2 separate regions of the Xenopus laevis genome follow, and region 1 is linked to region 2. A link is a contact called in public Hi-C data. All regions are on one chromosome and are shown on one strand. Each heading gives the region's core, a stretch centred on a gene start, on an enhancer-like site or on the middle of the called end of the contact. The rest is flanking DNA. Distances are from core to core; before and after follow the strand shown. Region 1 overlaps LOC108719403 (zinc fingers and homeoboxes protein 2-like). Region 2 holds the start of LOC108719403 (zinc fingers and homeoboxes protein 2-like).

Region 1 (3,440 bases), core at 184-2,683, 57 kb after region 2:
TAATTTGTCAAGGGATCTGAATAATTTTGTATAGTTAGAATAAATTCAGTAAATACTGTAATACAGATATGGGACCTGTTATCCAGAATGCTCAGGATCTGGGGTTTTCTGGATAAATGATCTTTCCTTAATTTGGATCTTAAAGGACCAGTAACATCAAAATCGCAAAGTATTTATTAAGAAATAACTTAGCGAAACTCCGCTTGCGCTCCTCTTTAGAAAAGGCGACAGGGCAACAATCCATTGCGGGTCGCTCGATTCTGCCCTCTGGCTATTTCCTATAAGGAAGGCAGGGAGGAGAAATCAAGTGCCGCACGATGGAGTTTCAGTACGTTGGTTCTTAATAAAGACTTTGTGATTTTAAAGTTAAATATGTCTTGGTGTTTTTTTTCCGTTATATACAAACAAATTCAATTTTTTTTTTGATGTTACTGGTCCTTTAAGTCTACTAGAAAATCATATAAACATTAAATAAACCCAATAGGCTGGTTTTGCTTCCAATAAGGATTAATTACATCTTAGTTGGGATCAAGTACAAGGTACAGGTATGGGACCTGTTATCCTAAATGCTCGGGATGTGGTGTTTTCTGGATAACAGATCTTTATGTTATTTGGATTTTCATGCTTCAAGTCTACTATAAAATCATGTAAACATTAAATAAACCCAATAGTCTGGTTTTGCTTCCAATAAAGATGAATGATATTTTCGTTTGGATCAAGTACAGGCTGCTGAGAAATAGGAAATTATTTTTAAAAATTTGGATTATTTGGATAAAATAGAGTCTATGGGAGACAAGCTTTCTGGATAATGGGTTGCGGGTTTCTGAATAACTGATCCATACCTGTATGCCAAATCTTACACACAAATTAAAATATTTTTAGGAAGCGTCTAGAAAATATTAGAAGGCAAAATTCAAATGTTTGTTTTCTCTCTTTCAGTTTAGCGGGTCCGATCCAGTGTCCGGACGGTCTTAGTCTTTGAAGAGAATATAGAAATCTATTTTCCTACAAGAACTGATAATGAAATCAAGAATATTGGTGAAATCCTGGCACAGAACTCCTGGACTACAATTAAGTTCTTTTTGCCAAAGAACTAGAAGACCATTGTACATTTTTTTTGTGCTTAAATTGGAATCATTTTGAAACCATTGAAAAAAAAAAACAAGTTGGGTGCCCCTTTTTATTTGACAGAAAATACATTTGCTTTTTTTTTTTTTTTTAAATTCCCGGAATTGTTTAGAAATAGTAACCACTAACTTGTATTATCGCCCTCTGCCTGTATATACAGTATATATATTTTTACTCCTTTGTGGTACATCCATGCAATTGTGGGACCACTGCCTCGGAATGGTTGGTGTAAATCCAAGAATTTAACTTTCATACAAGAGAAAAACTCCAGTTGTGACTGCAGTTTAGTAGAGCAAGAGACCCCGCCCCCTTTTTCGGCAAGCGCCTCTGCTGTGTTCAGAGGATTATTGATTTTATTCTGCTTGGCTGCAAATTTGACGGACCTCAACAAAAAGGGCTTCCTGGTGGCTTGAGAAATTTTGGAACATTTTCATATAATTAAGTGAAATAATGAGGAAGGTTGCTTAGGAAATGTGCATTTTAATTAGTGGGGGTGGATACTTTTCCAAATGAATGTTTTAGAGTCAGGGCGCACGCTCAGATTCAGGGAGATTAGTCGCCAGGTTTAGTCGGGGCAACTAATCTCTGCAAACTGCCTCCCATCGGCTAAAATAGAAATTGCCGGCGGGATAGCACTCGGAGCGCTTAGATTAGAAGTCGCCCGAAGTAAACGGAGCCCTCCCGAGTGCCATTCTAGCCGACGGGAGGCAGTTTGCGGAGATTAGTCGCCTCGACGAAGAGGAGATTTGTCGCCGGGCGATAATCTCCCTGAAAGGAACAGTTCAGTGTAAAAATAAAAACTGGGTAAATAGATAGGCTGTGCAAAATAAATAATGTTTCTAATATAGTTAGTTAGCCAAAAATGTAATGTATAAAGGCTGGAGTGACTGGATGTGTAACATAATAGCCAGAACACTACTTCCTGCTTTTCAGCTCTCTTGCTTTCCACTGATTGGTTACCAGGCAGTAATCAATCAGTGACTTGACCACATAACTGTTGCTTTTGAATCTGAGCTGAATGCTGAGGATCAATTACAAACTCACTGAACAGAAATGTCCCATGTGGCCCCCCTTCAAGTCACTGACTAACTCAGAGTTAGAGAGCTGAAAAGCAGGAAGTAGTGTTCTGGCTATTATGTTACACATCCAGTCACTCCAGCCTTTATACATTACATTATGGGCTAACTAACTATATTAGAAACATTTTTTATTTTGCACAGCCTATCTATTTACCCAGTTTTTATTTTCACACTGAACTGTTCCTTTAAAGGACTTTTCTCTGGAAGAGATGAGCACAACAAATGATTGCCCTGCCCCCTCCCCTCCATTTTTAGGTCTAGTCACTGATCCAGTGAGTGCAATTTTTTTTTTTCTTTAACCCCCGCCCCCCGGCGCTCTCTAAAAAAATGACTTGTATATGTTGAAATAAGAATAGATGTGTCTGGGAAGGGGGAGGGAATATCCTTATTTCGGTATACTGCACAAATACGCTAAGAGGTTTGAATAAAAGTTTTTAAAAAAAAGTCTTAATTTCATTCGAACATCAGTGAAGTAGCGGCAAGACTGAGCGAACGCAAGTTTAAAGGAACAGTAATACTAAACAATGAAAGTTTATTAAAAGAATGACAATATAATGTACTGTTGACCTGCACTGGTACAACTGGTGTGTCACTCCTATAGTTTATATAAACAAGCTGCCGTGTAGCCATGGGGGCAGCCATTCAAGTACAGGATACACAGTAGATAACAGATAAGTACTACTATAGTTTATATAAACAAGCTGCTGTGTAGCCATGGGGGCAGCCATTCAAGCACAGGATACACAGTAGATAACAGATAAGTACTACTATAGTTTATATAAACAAGCTGCTGTGTAGCCATGGGGGCAGCCATTCAAGCACAGGATACACAGTAGATAACAGATAAGTACTACTATAGTTTATATAAACAAGCTGCTGTGTAGCCATGGGGGCAGCCATTCAAGCACAGGATACACAGTAGATAACAGATAAGTACTACTATAGTTTATATAAACAAGCTGATGTGTAGCCATGGGGGCAGCCATTCAAGCACAGGATACACAGTAGATAGCAGATAAGTTGTATACTACAGAGCTGTGTATCCTGTGCCCTTTCTCATTTTTCAGCTTTGAATGGCTGCCCCCATGCCTACACAGCAGTTTGTTTATATAAACTACAATAGTGTTTCTGAAGCTAATATAACAGTTTTTACCTGTGGGGGGCAATGGTACATTATATAGTCACTCCTTTAAAGAACATATTTTATTTTCTGATTCAAGTTTTCATTAGCAG
Region 2 (3,531 bases), core at 269-2,768:
GAAATCAAAGCGCCGCGAGTGCCATGCTGCAGGCAGTTTTTTATCGAAGCAGGCGGAAGACAAGGGGAAGCAGTTCGGGGAGATGTCGCCCCAAAGAAGAGGTGATTAGTCGCCGGGCGACTAAATCTCCCCGAATTTCCAGGTGTGCCCTTACCCTTAGGGCAGGGGCACACGGGCAGATTCAGTCGCCTGATGACTAATTGCCTCTTCTGCGGGGCGACAATTTCCCCGAACTGCCTTCCCCCTGCTATAATGACAAAAAGCCAGCGCCAATGCACTTGCGGCGATTTGATTTCCGAAGTCACCTGAAGTTTCCTCGTGAGGCAACTTCGGAAATCGAAGCGCCGCGAGTGCGATTGCGCTGACGTTTTCTCATTATAGCAGGGGGAAGGCAGTTCGGGGAGATTGTCGCCCTTCAGAAGAGCCGATTAGTCGACAGGCGACTAAATCTCCCCCAATCTGCCCGTGTGCCCCTGCCCTTAGAGAGGATTTGTTTTTAGAGGGGGTCAGTGACTAGGGTGCAGGGCCGGAACTAGGGGTAGGCAGAAGAGGCACTTGCCTAGGGCGCAAAGGCACAGGGGCGCCAGCCACGTACCTCTTCTGACACCTTCCCCTAGCTCAGACCGCTATGTTCAGAAGCTGAGGCCACAATTCTATGTAGTTTACAGTCTTCTGTGCATGCGCACTAGTGCGGTTTTTGCACTTGAGCTTCCTTTCCGCTCGCACACTTCTGTGCATGCGCGAGCGGCAGGGGGCGAAGTAGTTGGCCGGGTTGCCTAGGGCACCCGGCCGAGTAGGCCCGGCACTGCTAGGGTGCCACCTGGCGGGGAAAAATTATGGTTGATCCCAATGAGGGAATAAAAAAAAAACGCCGCTTTTTCTCTGATCTGGGAGAGACAAGGGGTCCTGTTGCTGCTGAGCCCCCCGGTGGGTACGTTTGTGGGTGACGATTTATTGGGGGTAGTTGGAAGGGGCTCGTGCGTCAGGGGAGTCGCTGCTCTGTATAAAAACATCTCTACGTTTCTTATGGCGACATAATCTCCAGCAAACATGGCGGTGGGGCGTTACATACAGAGACATCGGGGGAGGGAGCGCTGCTGCTGCTCCGGGATTATTTAAATGAGGATCAGAGCAGCAACCAGGGGGCAACGTTTTGCTTCTTCAACTGCCGGGTGTGAGTGCTGAGCGGAAAGTGCGCTGCTGCTGCTGGGGGTGCGTATTCCCTTAAAAAGGGGGAGCAATGTACCCGCCACCGGGGTCCAGGAGACCGGGATGTTTCTCCAGTTGTTGAATTGCAGCTCAACCGCCCGCCCTGCTGTTTGTGAGTTGTAGTTGAACTATAGCTCCTGCGCTGGGAATTCTGAGGTCGTGATCAGGCCCGGACTGACAATCTGTCAGTTCGGGCAATTTCCCGAAGGGCCGCTCCATTTTCCTGTGAAATGGGCCGCTTCTGATTTGTGGCGATTTGTGGGTAGAGAGACTTACAGCATGAACATTGTGATTCTGCTTCACACACACCCCAAGCAGCTGCGTGTTCCTCCCTCCTCCTAAGATCAGTCAGGGAAAGGCAAAGTCCCTCTGATTGGCCAGCAGACGGGTTGGGAGGTGTCAGAGAGTTCCCGTGCTGTTTCACGAAGCTCCTAGGAGAGGTAGGGGTGTCTGTGTGTGTCTGTGTGTGTCTCTCTATGTTTGTGTGTCTCTCTATGTTTGCGTGTCATTTTGTGTGTTTGTGACTCTGTGTGTGTCTCTCTGTGTTTGTGTGTCTCTGTCTGCGTGTGTGTGTCTCTGTGTTTGTGTGTCTGTGTGTGTGTGTGTTAACATGTGGGCTGCTTTGTTTGTTTTTTGCCCGGGCTGCTTTTTTCTCCCAGTCCGGCTCTGGGACTTGTGATGAAAAAATCAACTGGATCTTCTGGGTCTGTACAGCCAGCATGTGCCAGGGAAAGAGAAAGTGAAACAGCTGCTGCTGCTGCAGAACTTCTTGTGAGACCTCCTGAATGTAGTGGGAGCCAGTGATTTGTACTTAGTAGTGTTGGTGTTAAAGTCGCCTGCTATAAAGCACACGCAGCGCTGAGTTTTTAGAAGTTGCCCGATGTTTCCTCGTGAGGCAATTTCAGGCATCTTCTGAAAACACAGCGCCGCGTGTGCTTTAGCGCAGGCAACTTTTCATTATAGCGGATGGGAAGAAACGCGAAGGCAGTTCGGGGAGATTGTCGCCGGTAGAAGAGGCGATTAGTCGCCAGGCGACAAAATCTCCTTGAATCCCCTCGTGTGAACTAACCCTTATAGCAGGGTTGTTTGGTAAAGGCCCCCTGGGCTGGACTTTGAAATTTACAGGAATTGTTAAAGGGGTGGTTCACATTTAAGTAGGGTTGCCACCTTTTCTGGAAAAAAATACTGGCCTTCCTATATATGTGTCTTTTTTCCCTATTAATAACATTGGGATCAGCCATCATTTTTACCGACCAGGCTGGTAAAATACAGGCCAGATGGCAACCCTACCTTTTAAGTAAAATTTTAATATGTTACAGAATGGCCAATTCTAAGCAACTTTTCAATTGGTCCTCATTATGTATTTTGTATAGCTCTTGAGTGATTTGCCTTTTCCTCCTGACTCTTTCCAGCTTTCAAATGGGGGTCAGTGACCCCCCCCCCCATTTAAAAACAAATGCTCTGGTAAGGGTCAGGACACACAGGCAGATTCAGGGAAATTAGTCACCCGGCTACGGGCGACTAATCTCCCCGAACTGCCTTCCCGTCGGCTAAAATGCTGGTGGCGGGATGGCACTCGATGCAATTCGTTTTCTGACTTAGGAAAAGGAATAGCGCCAATTGCCACCCCACCGGAGATTTACATTTTAGCCAACGGGAAGGCAGTTCGGGGAGATTAGTCGCACCGACGAAGAGGAGATTTGTCACCGGGCGACCAATCTCCCTGAATCTGCCTTATGCCCTGACCCTAAGGCTACTTTTTATTACTCCTCTTTCTATTCAACCCCTCTCCTATTCATTTTCCAGTCTTTTATTCAAATCAATGCATGGTTGCTAGGGTAGCTTGGACCCTAGCAACCAGATTGCTGAAATAGCAAACTGGAGAACTACTAAATAAAAAGCTAAATATCTCAAAAACCACAAATATTAAAAAAATGAAAACCAATAGCAAATGGTCTCAGAATATCACTCTCTACATAATACTAAAACGTAATTCAAAGGTGAACCACCCCTTTAAATTGGCTCCAAAGATGATTTCGTATGACATCATAATGGTGATCTAATGTAACGTGGCCCCTGCTGTTTAGGACATTGGGTATTATGGTGCTGTGTCGAATCCTGTGAGCAGAACTGATTTATGATGTTTTATACTGATAAGCACATTGTCATGGTCACTGGGAAAGTGCTGTCCCCAGGAGCTTGCAATCGAGATGGCAGGAGAGCATAGCACATTATATATCACTGTGATTAAAAGTTGGATAGCAGGTAAAGTAAAGCCTTGTGTTTAAATACATCTAATTCATCGCTGCGAAATATTCTGGC

Evidence for each region. Hi-C and Micro-C count contacts between places; a contact is called where the count stands out from the background.
Region 1: a contact with region 2 is called in a Hi-C map of the XTC cell line, with 4 times the contacts expected there. The contact joins the enhancer-like site here to the promoter of LOC108719403 in region 2. A contact is called at or near these places in 2 of 4 Hi-C or Micro-C datasets (the XL177 cell line and the XTC cell line).

Annotation. Positions count from the first base shown.
Region 1 is chr6L:150,574,513-150,577,952 of Xenopus_laevis_v10.1, forward strand. It overlaps LOC108719403 (zinc fingers and homeoboxes protein 2-like), which reads left to right. Exons shown (of 4, transcript XM_018268247.2): 4 at 940-1,614. Among protein-coding and RNA genes, the nearest start is that of derl1.L, 16 kb to the right of the region's middle. Within about 2 kb of position 1,434, at least 1 of the 7 cell types and tissues checked has an H3K27ac peak or open chromatin away from gene starts, as enhancers often do.
Region 2 is chr6L:150,517,378-150,520,908 of Xenopus_laevis_v10.1, forward strand. It overlaps LOC108719403 (zinc fingers and homeoboxes protein 2-like), which reads left to right and starts at 1,519. Exons shown (of 4, transcript XM_018268247.2): 1 at 1,519-1,649.